Regions from separate parts of the Podarcis muralis genome. Here region 1 is linked to region 2. Evidence: chromatin contacts called from public Hi-C data. All regions are on one chromosome and are shown on one strand. The core of a region is the stretch at or near the end of the contact, and the rest is flanking DNA. Distances in the headings are between cores, read along the strand shown. Region 1 holds the start of TARBP1 (tRNA guanosine 2 -O-methyltransferase TARBP1). Region 2 holds the start of TOMM20 (translocase of outer mitochondrial membrane 20).

Evidence for each region. Hi-C and Micro-C count contacts between places; a contact is called where the count stands out from the background.
Region 1: a contact with region 2 is called in a Hi-C map of tail, with 3 times the contacts expected there. The contact joins the promoter of TARBP1 here to the promoter of TOMM20 in region 2. A contact is called at or near these places in 2 of 3 Hi-C or Micro-C datasets (blood and tail).

What each region holds. Positions count from the first base shown.
Region 1 is chr3:46,359,866-46,364,924 of rPodMur119.hap1.1, forward strand. It overlaps TARBP1 (tRNA guanosine 2 -O-methyltransferase TARBP1), which reads left to right and starts at 2,078. Exons shown (of 30, transcript XM_028724045.2): 1 at 2,078-3,680. The coding sequence starts at 2,558.
Region 2 is chr3:46,047,473-46,052,382 of rPodMur119.hap1.1, forward strand. It overlaps TOMM20 (translocase of outer mitochondrial membrane 20), which reads left to right and starts at 3,186. Exons shown (of 6, transcript XR_013392192.1): 1 at 3,186-3,419. It overlaps LOC114590270 (small nucleolar RNA SNORA14), which reads left to right and starts at 4,355; the gene lies at 4,355-4,495. RBM34 (RNA binding motif protein 34) reads left to right here. Exons shown (of 11, transcript XM_028724061.2): 11 at 157-498. The coding sequence ends at 441.

The sequences.
Region 1 (5,059 bases), core at 828-3,327, 310 kb after region 2:
TATTTGATACCTTTCTAAAAATAGGCAACTTTAAAAAAAATGATGGGAGTTGCATGAGCTTGTGAAATGCAGAAAATGCATTATACAGAGCATTTCTAAAAAGAAATGGGACTTGATGGTTTGTATAGAAAAGCTACAGTCCGCAGGTCGTTCATAAGCAGATGTCTGAAAAGTATGTTTTTATCTTTGTAACTTCCATAAAAGGCATTTCAGTATTAGCTATTTTCCACACAGTACAGTGGTACCTCGGGTTAAGTACTTAATTAGTTCCGGAGGTCCGTTCTTAATCTGAAACTGTTCTTAACCTGAAGCACTACTTTAGCTAATGGGGCCTCTTGCTGCCGTGCCACTACACAATTTCTGTTCCCATCCTGAAGCAAAGTTATTAACTCAAGGTAATATTCCTGAGTTAGCAGAGTCTGTAACCTGAGGTACCACTTTACAAAGAAGCATGTGGTATAATATCAAGGCTTGTGCTGTCTCGGTTCAATGAGCCAATGAGAACATGTGGGATCTAAAGCACCTTTGGAAGAGTAAGTTCCCAAGGGTAGAATTCCACTCCCAGTTGTTCCATTGCAGCTTCCCGCCACTCTTCTGCCCCCTTCACACTGTTCTGGGGGCTCTCCTGACCAACACCAGAGACAATTCTATTGTCTAAAGAGAGACGAGGGGATAAAGCCCTCTTGCACAAGTGGAAGTCCAAGCATTCAGGTTCTGCTGAATGTTCATGAATGTTCATGTTCTGCTGACACGGCTAGTTAGGTGAATCCTGCTCCAAATGTGTAATAAAACACCCCTCAAACACTAAATCAATGTTGAATAGCCTTTGTCTAAATTTTGTCTCCATTTTGCTACACGTTCATGGCACAAAATTCTTGGTCCTGGACCAGTTTTATGAGGCTCTTTAAAAAGGTTGATACAGATCAAAATTATCTCTTTTTTATTTTAAGGATTATAAATTTCTGAAAGGCTATTAAACTTTTATTTCCATTCACCTGTTCTTTTACGGGGTGTGTGTGTGTGTACATGTGCGCAAAATAGTAGGAAGTCTTGACGATAGCACCATCTGGTGTTCTGAGAGAAACACAGCAAGCTGTTTCTAATGCAGTCATGGGCTTGTAACGAATTCCAAAGAACAGACTTCAAAGATAAAAAGAATAACAGAGAACAAAATGGGACAGATGCCATGCTCTTGAATTTCTCGTTGAGAGGCTACTGATTGCTATGAGAGTCACATGCTCATTTAAAAGCTTGTTATGGTAAAATGCCTTCTCCATGTTGAAGGATAAGAATGACTAATCTAACAAGGTCATATAAACAAATCCTATGTGTATGTGTTTTCACGGGAAAATATATTTGTGTTGGCCCCTAAATGCCATTTGGTATCATGTTCCTTTTGTGCTATGTTAATTCAATTTTAATCACTCTACTTCATATAAATACGGTTATCTCTGGGGCAATTTATTTTAGTCACTATGTCAGTTTGCCATATCAGCATTTATAGTAATGTTGCTATCATGTGAGACACAGAGAAAGTGAAATCATATCTTTTACTGTAAATTACTATGTTACAAAAATCTGAGTGAACACCTTCTTTATGCACAGAACAAAACAAAAATAAAATACATATTCTGTATCAAGGCCAACATACCCAGTTGTTTGCCTTTCAGTGAAGCAAGTGAAAACAATTACCTTGCTCCAGCATGAATAATCCAGCACAGCCTTTCACTAGTTGCACATACAAACACATGTTTGGGTGCAAATGAACTAGTATGATCCAGTTCATGAGTTGCTCTGCTCCTCTAAGGGTGGGAAGAACCTCACAAGGATGCTGTGGACAATTCTTATAGGAATTAGGTTCTTCCCACTAATATCCCCTTACACCCACTTGTGTCAGCATTTTGATTTAGCCAGAACACCGAGTGCAAACCTACTCTCAAAATTACAGCACAGAATCAGAGAATTGTAGTGATGGAAGGGACCCAAGGATCATCTAATCCAACTCCAGGAAGCACACAAACACGAAGAGGGCAAAAGCCACCTCCTGCTGCTGCTGTCATTCCCCAGCAACAGGTCTTGTTTCAGCATTATAGCATCAATTTAGAGAATGGTTCTGGCAGGTGCAGCCTACTGATCAATTCAAAGCTGTCACTGGCTGGCAACCACAGGACTTACAATCACAACTTTGGAAAACGTTTTTCTATAAGACTCTGTAGTCTGGGGAAGACTGGGGTACAGAGGAGAGGTATTTGTTATGTGTGTGTTATTTTTGAAAATCAATGAAAACAACTTTTTTTTAACTGTCACTGGCTGCAGTGCACAAACCCTATACTTTGGTGCAGCTCTTTGGCATGTGCAATCACCAAATAAGAGTTTTGAAGACTGGCCTGCGAAACCCACATGACACATACGCCGCCTTCCCAGGCAAGCTGTCCTTTAGTTTACACTCCGCAGCCTTAACGTTCAAATTTTTGACCCAGTCCTGGTCGCAAGCGGTTCCAAGGACATTAGAAACCCATTCATTACCCGGCACGGTGACGGGGTGGCGAGACGACAAATGCGGGCAGGGGAAACTTGTGTGGTTTCACCTGCTGAATTTCTGCCTGTCATGGGTACCGAAAAGGCAACCCGTGCGAAAGGCGCAGCAGCGACTGCTAGGCAGGCCTCTCATCAAGCTAGCCCTCGCTTTCCCCGCAGCCACCTTAAACGCAAGGGCTGCTGGGAGAAGAAAGAGCGACGAAAGGCGTCGGACAGGCCTGCTAGGCCGCGCGCGCTCCCCGCCATGGACGCGGTCTTAGCCGACACGCTGCTCTCGCAATGCCCGGACTGGGGCGCGCTGCTGCGGGCCGTGTGCGGCGGTGGCGCCGAAGGCGGGCCGCTCTCCGTCGAGCAAGCGGAGACGCTGCGCTTCCTTCTCGAGCGGGTGGCGGCGGGCGGGCGGAACGACGAGCGGGACGCGGCGGCTCGGCGCGTGGCCTGGGAGGCGGCGCTGGGCCGCTGCCTGCCGGTGCTGCTCGGCGGCGCCTCCTTGCCGGGGGAGTCCCCGGAGGAGCGGCTACGCCTGGCCAGAGCCGCGTGCGGGGCGCTGCGCTGCTGCGCCTCGCTTGGCGGAGCCCCTTTGGCGGAGCGGCTGGCGCGGGAGTCGCTGGAGGCCCTGGAAGGCAGCGCGGGGAGCGGGCGGTTGCAGGTGGAAGCGGCCGTCGAGGTCCTGGCCGCCGTGGCCCCTTGGCTGGAGGAGCCGGCGCTGCTCGGGCGAGCCGTGGCGGCAGCCCTGAAGCTGCTGAGGGGAGATGGAGAGGACGACGAGGAGGAGAAAGCCTTGCTGGCGGCCGGGAGGCTGCTGCCGGCGCTGGGGCGGAATAGCGCCGCATTGGGGCTCGTGTGGGAAGGGCTGGTGGTGCTGCCACCGCCGCTCAAGGGTGCCCCGCAGCGGGTGAGCCGGACCCTGCTGGTCTTGAGCGCCCTCTCGGACGCGCTGTTTCCTGCGAGCGCGCAGGTGGAGGCGGCTGCTCAGCTACTCGACGCCAGGCAGTGCAGCAGTTTCTGGGAAGTGGTGCAAAAGGGGCTGACGGAGAGCGATGCCCTGTGCAGGAAAAGAGCCCGGTATTTGCTGAAGCGAGCAGTGGATGTCTCTGATAAACTACACCTGGAGTGCAGGTGCAACCGGCACAGTGGAAATGGTACAGCCCTGGTGATGTAGCATCCTTGCTTAACTTGCTTCCACAAATGCCATGCCACACACACACACACCAATCTCTTTTCTCTTGGCCACTTCAGCGTGTGGTAGGTTATGGAGGAAAGCCTTGCCTTGGTTGGCTGTGTGACCCGTGGCAGGCTGGACATGTGTATTATTCGCCACGTATAATGTCCGACCTGCGGCTTGGCTCCACAGAGCTTTCTAAATATGGGTTAGCACTGACTTTGAATTTTTCATATGGTAGAGGATAGCCGTTACCAGCAAGTCATAGGCTGCAAGTGAATGACAGGCCTTTTCTCCATGATCCTCACACTCTGAAATGAATTACATTGCCAGTTATCTTGTCTGCATCTGTACATGATTACAATCAGTGCATAACATTTGTGTGCTTTAGCTGGGATGTAATAAAAGAACATTGGGACGCGGGTGGCGCTGTGGGTAAAAGCCTTAGCGCCTAGGGCTTGCCGATCGAAAGGTCGGCGGTTCAAATCCCCGTGGCGGGGTGCGCTCCCGTTGTTCGGTCCCAGCACCTGCCAACCTAGCAGTTCGAAAGCACTCCCGGGTGCAAGTAGATAAATAGGGACCGCTTACTAGCGGGAAGGTAAACGGCGTTTCCGTGTGCGGCTCTGGCTCGCCAGAGCAGCGATGTCACGCTGGCCACGTGACCCGGAAGTGTCTCCGGACAGCGCTGGCCCCCGGCCTCTTGAGTGAGATGAGCGCACAACCCTAGAGTCTGTCAAGACTGGCCCGTACGGGCAGGGGTACCTTTACCTTTACCTTTAATAAAAGAACAGGTCTCCTTCAAGCGTTTGTCAAAGAGAGAACTTGGGCACACGTACACACGTCTTGCCACAATGCTGTATCTTGTAAAAATGTCCCTTGTATCCACTGCTAAGGCACAAGAAGTGTCATCTTCACTTGTGCTTTAGTTTTAAGTAGCCCCAGATTGTTGTGTCATACTTAAAAGGTGCAGCCCCCAAACCTCTTAAATGGCACATTGGTGAGATGCTCTGAGTAGCGTTAAATTTAAGAGACTGGTAGAAAGTGAGCAAGTCTCTTTGGTTCTGCTTTAGCGAAAACGGGAGTTTGTCTATCATAGCAAATGTGGATAGCAAAACCACAGTGGTGTGCCTCTAAAGGTGTCTATAAACTTATTTAGATGAGCAATCAAAATGAGAGGACCTTCACTATGGAATTATAGTGTTCTAGAGCCACACAGGAAGCTAGCTGCCTTTTACTGAATCGTACCATCAGTCCATCTAGTTCAGTACAGTCATACCTTGGGATAAATACGCTTCAGGACAAGTATTTTCGGGTTGCGCTTTGCGGTGACCCGGAAGTAACGGAGCGCGTTACTTCCGG
Region 2 (4,910 bases), core at 1,936-4,435:
TTAGCTGCTTTAAATATTTTTGTTTTATTGTTTATTGATTATGTTGCAAATTGGCTTTTTATTTTTGTGAATTTTTCTGAAAGGAAAATAAATATTAGTTACTAAGATGTAAGATGAATGCCTAATTTTAGATGTTGCCCTTTATTTTCCTTAAAGACTACAGATTCTGTACACCTTGCACTGAAGCTAAACAACTCTGAACTGAAAGGAAGAAAGCTACGAGTGCAACACTGTGTGCAAAAAGAAAAAGCTCCACAGAAGAGTTTAGTCAAGAATGTAAAGAGCCCTGATGGACTGAAGTATTCAAAGTCTTCTTCACTGAAAAATGCAAAAGGATTATTGAGTCACTCTTTTGCTGGTGAAAAAGCAACCCCAATGACAAAGAGCAAAAAAACCAAGTCAAAACACATAATGAAGAAGAAACCGAGAAAATCCATTTGAAATAGTTATGCTGCAAGTTTTGAATTGTATTTTTAAATAAATTTTATTTCCTAGTCATTTGGGAGTTCTGCATATTCTGTCTCCAGAGTTTGAGTTTAGAAATTAGGCTGGATTAATTCATAATATTAACAAGAGAAGTCACACTAAGAAAGTTCAACACATAACAATTCTACTAGCCCGTCTCCACTCACTATGTAGTGATTTGGGGTCTAAAAGGGAAAGAGACAGTCTACTCCAGTAAAGTTTACTTAAAGAAGATTTGCTAACCACAAGCATTTGATCATTTACAAACCTGTTTTTACTAGTGATTGTCCTTCCTACTGTTACATTATATTTGTTTCCAAACCTTCAGCAGTATACTGTTGCACACCACCCCAATCTCCGAGCAGTGTAAGATTTCAGGGGTTCGTGTTTCCATTGGAAAGATTTACAGTGGAGACTAAGGTGTATTCATGATATATGGTCTGTTTACACATATATACCACGAGCCTACAATGGAGGGGTTCACAGCATTAACACTCCAAGAGAGTCTTCCAGCTTCTAGCTCAAGGTAATCCGCTGTCCTCAAGGCCTTTTTGGGTGGCCTTTGGCAACATTTGATGCCTCCCACCCCTGCAGGAGGAAGGTAAAGGTAAAGGGACCCCTGACCATTAGGTCCAGTCATGACCGACTCTGGGGTTGCGGCGCTCATCTCGCTTTATTGGCCAAGGGAGCCGGCGTTTGTCCGCAGACAGCTTCCGGGTCATGTGGCCAGCATGACTAAGCCGCTTCTGGCAAACCAGAGCAGCGCACAGAAACGCCGTTTACCTTCCCGCTGTAGCGATACTTATTTATCTACTTGCACTTTGTGCTTTTGAACTGCTGGGTTGACGGGAGCTCACCCCATCGCAGGGATTCGAATTGCCGACCTTCTGATCGGCAAGTCCTAGGCTCTGTGGTTTAACCCACAGCGCCACCTGGGTCCCTGCAGGAGGAAGAAGACCCACCTATTTGTCCTCTGGTGCTGAGCCACTTATTTAGAGGGCCATTATCAAACCAGGAAGCTAGCCTGGCTATTCCAGGAATTTAAATCCTTCCTTAGATTTTAGCCCTTGCTGGATCCAAGAATTATAAGGGTCTCTGCATCTAGCCTACTTCCACCCCCCCAAAACTCAACAATACTTTTAAGCTGAAAATCACCACATTATCAAATTGCATCTCCATGTCCAAGTTTAAATGTTCCTGCTTCTGGAGATTTTTTTTAAAAAAAGATTTCCCGTATTTGAACCAATTGATGAAAATACTTTTAAAGAGAATGCATATTACTTCATTCCTGTATTTCAAACTTGCAACTGTTCCTGTTGTATTGTTGTTGTTATAAGAATTTTAAGGTCATATATATATGACCTTAAAACTATTTTTTTATTATTTATTTATTTATTTATTTATAAATAACTAACTATATATATAAACCACATCTGAAACCCGCACAAAAAAGGTCCTGAACAAATTGACCTCATATTTCTCTGCAAGGTCAAAGTGGAAAACCTCCCCATTGTCTCTTTCCTCACAAATCCTGTCTTAAGGGCACATTCAAGATAAGAACAGGGTGTGAGCCTGTGTGAATCTATTATAACTAGATTCTGGAATTAAGTAGTTATAATAACAAAAGAGTGACCAAAACCCAGATAATGAAATCAGGTAACTTGCCAGACAGGAGAAACAATGCACTCAGGTTTCTGATGTATCTGGGGGTGATCTTGGACTCCAGGGTGGCAAATTAAAAACATCTATATAAGGGCTTGCGTGTATGGCTTGGGGTCCTCCTCTCTCCTGTGTGTGGGGGAGCACCCTGTTGCAACAGTTAATAAAGATCAGGCTTACTAGCTGCTTTGCTTCTCAATATTCTCTGGTTGCGTTGGTATTTTCTCCTACCGATAGAGAACCTACAAAAGGACTTTATATGGGCTCTTGGGTACCCCACAAGGGAAAAGGATCAGTTTTTATTTATTTATATCATTATCTTTGCAGCGGGTATCCCAAAAAAGTCCATGTAGCATCTAGTCAGGAGAAACTTGGCCATGCTAATCATGGATTTTTGTGGGTTGTGTAACAGAACAGACTTCTTTGATAGACTTGGTTTATGAACCCAAACTGACACCCAGGTTGCCACCTGAGCTGGCTGATACATGTAAACAATTTATTTGTGATTTTGGTCAGTTCAGTGACAGGTTATAGGGGAAATGAGTGTTGATTAACAAAATTTAAGAGGCATTTGTCGAATATAAGTAAACTTTGATTAAGCCATCTGTTTCTTTGAAGACGACCTGCTTGCCTTCTTTGAAGACGATCTAGCACAGGAAACTACTGGGGAATTCTCTGTACCAACCATCAAACATATTGCATGGAAACTGCAGCAGTGCTGATCCCACAAGATTTGCTAGTACTGTATCCTAGCAGTTTTATGCCTGCAACGTAAGAGCCTCTGCGGCGGGTTAAACGCAGCGAGCTCGCGACACCCTTACGCAGAGGTTAGCCTGGGACACGCTTAGAGTAAACGGACTCCCGGTGACACTAAAACAGACGTGACTCCTTCCACATAGTTTAAGGGGGCGGGGGGAGGAAGAGTCCCGCGCGAACCCACCACGCATGCGCCGCCCTCCCGCAGAAAGCGATGGGCGCGTGCGCAGTGCCGCTGGGAAACGGCTCGCTTTCCTGCCCATGCGCTCGGCTCGCGGTCGCTGGCTGATGACGCAATCCGCCCGCCGAAGGTAGCGTGTGTGTAAGTGAGCGAGAGGAGCCGCGGTGGGCGGGGTCTTCCTCTTCTGCTGGCTCCAAGGTGGCTGTGAAGTACGAGGCGGGCTGGGCAGGCAGGATGATGGGGGGAAAGAGCAGCGCCATCGCCGCGGGCCTCTGCGGGGCTCTCTTCATCGGCTACTGCATCTACTTCGACCGCAAGAGGAGGAGCGACCCCAACTTCAAGAACCGGCTGCGGGAACGTGAGTCGCTCTCGGCCGCCCGCCTCCTCGTGCAGCCGCTTCCCCACCCCGCGCGGAGCCGGCCCTGGGTCGCCCCTCCGACCGGCCCCCCTCTCCGCCCCCCGCTCCATTGGCGGCCGGGCCTGGGAGGGTGGCCCTCCGGGGAAGCCCCGCTGCTTCCGAGGCTGCGGTTCCTTCGCCATGAGCGGGCGCGGGGATTTTGCGGTGGCCCCGAGGACAAAGCAAAACCAGGCCTCCCAACTTAGGCATGCCTCTGGCGTGGGCGACCTTCTTCCCCTTGCTCCCTTGCATCGCCATGCTCGCCTTCATTTCAAAGGTCACAAGCTGCAGGTGTTTGGATGAGGATCGCTTCACACGCTGTTAGGACCCATCTAGTGTGTGTCTTTTACTGGATGCACGCAGAAACCGTGTGTGTGTGTGTGTGTGTGTGTGCAGCAAACACATGCTCACTGCTGCATGAATCCTCCTGGAATTTGGGATTGGCATTCTGCGGTGGAAATGCATGGTGATGTATATCGAGTTTCCTGCCACGTGTTTTGAGAAGGGTCCCTGGGAGTGCAGAAGCTTGTTACATTTTTGATACTTTGTTTTGCACAGGTTTCAAAAAACTTAACTATCTTAATCAAGCTGTTGAGATTTTTCCTCCTGCATGGAGCCCACCTAGGTTATTTTGTCCCATGTTCATCCCTCTCACACTGTGATTGGGTTTGTCACCTTTCAGGTGTTGCAAAGTGAACATATGCAGCCTTTTCTACTCATGTAGACTTCCCGTGTGATTTAGAATCCTAGAGAGTTCAAAGTCCCCTATTACACAAGTACCCCCTGAAAGGTGATGAAGCCTCCAACGAGCCCAGATGGAGGAAGTGGACTTACAGGGAGTGGGGGAACGAATTTTGTAAAGTTAACTTGACTTCTTAGGTACTTACTATACTGTTACGCATTCTCAAACCCTCCTGGTACTGTTGCTGTTATAACTTCCAGGATAAGGATGGATGCAAGAGAAAAATGTAGAGTTATCCAAAATGCAGAACGTTCTCTCGTACTTCTGCATTATTTCACCTCTTCAATAAAAAACTCACATTTTTTAACATGATCATTCTTCCTTAAAACACACGCTCACAGAAACTGTTTTAAGTGTCAAATTGTGAAACATGTTCTCAGAATTGAGGTGGTAGCTTTTCTGTGCTGAAATTTTTCAGGGATTTATACAAACAATATAAATATTTTGTGCTTTGTCTTCACTTCTTGATAACATTTTCTTCCAGTACGGTTTGCAGTAGAGCATGATAATGCAATAGGAAGCAGTTAACTAGTCTCTGGGTGATGGGGCAGTCAAGTGATGTTGGGACATGTGGTATGTTAACTGTTTCTCTGTAGCTGTTCAGTATTCCTGCCATTCATGTGACAAATTGAGGCAGAATAGCTCCCCCACCCCAGAAGTGTCCTTCAAGGCAACATTGTATTTAATTATGCCACTAGGACGGTAGGGCT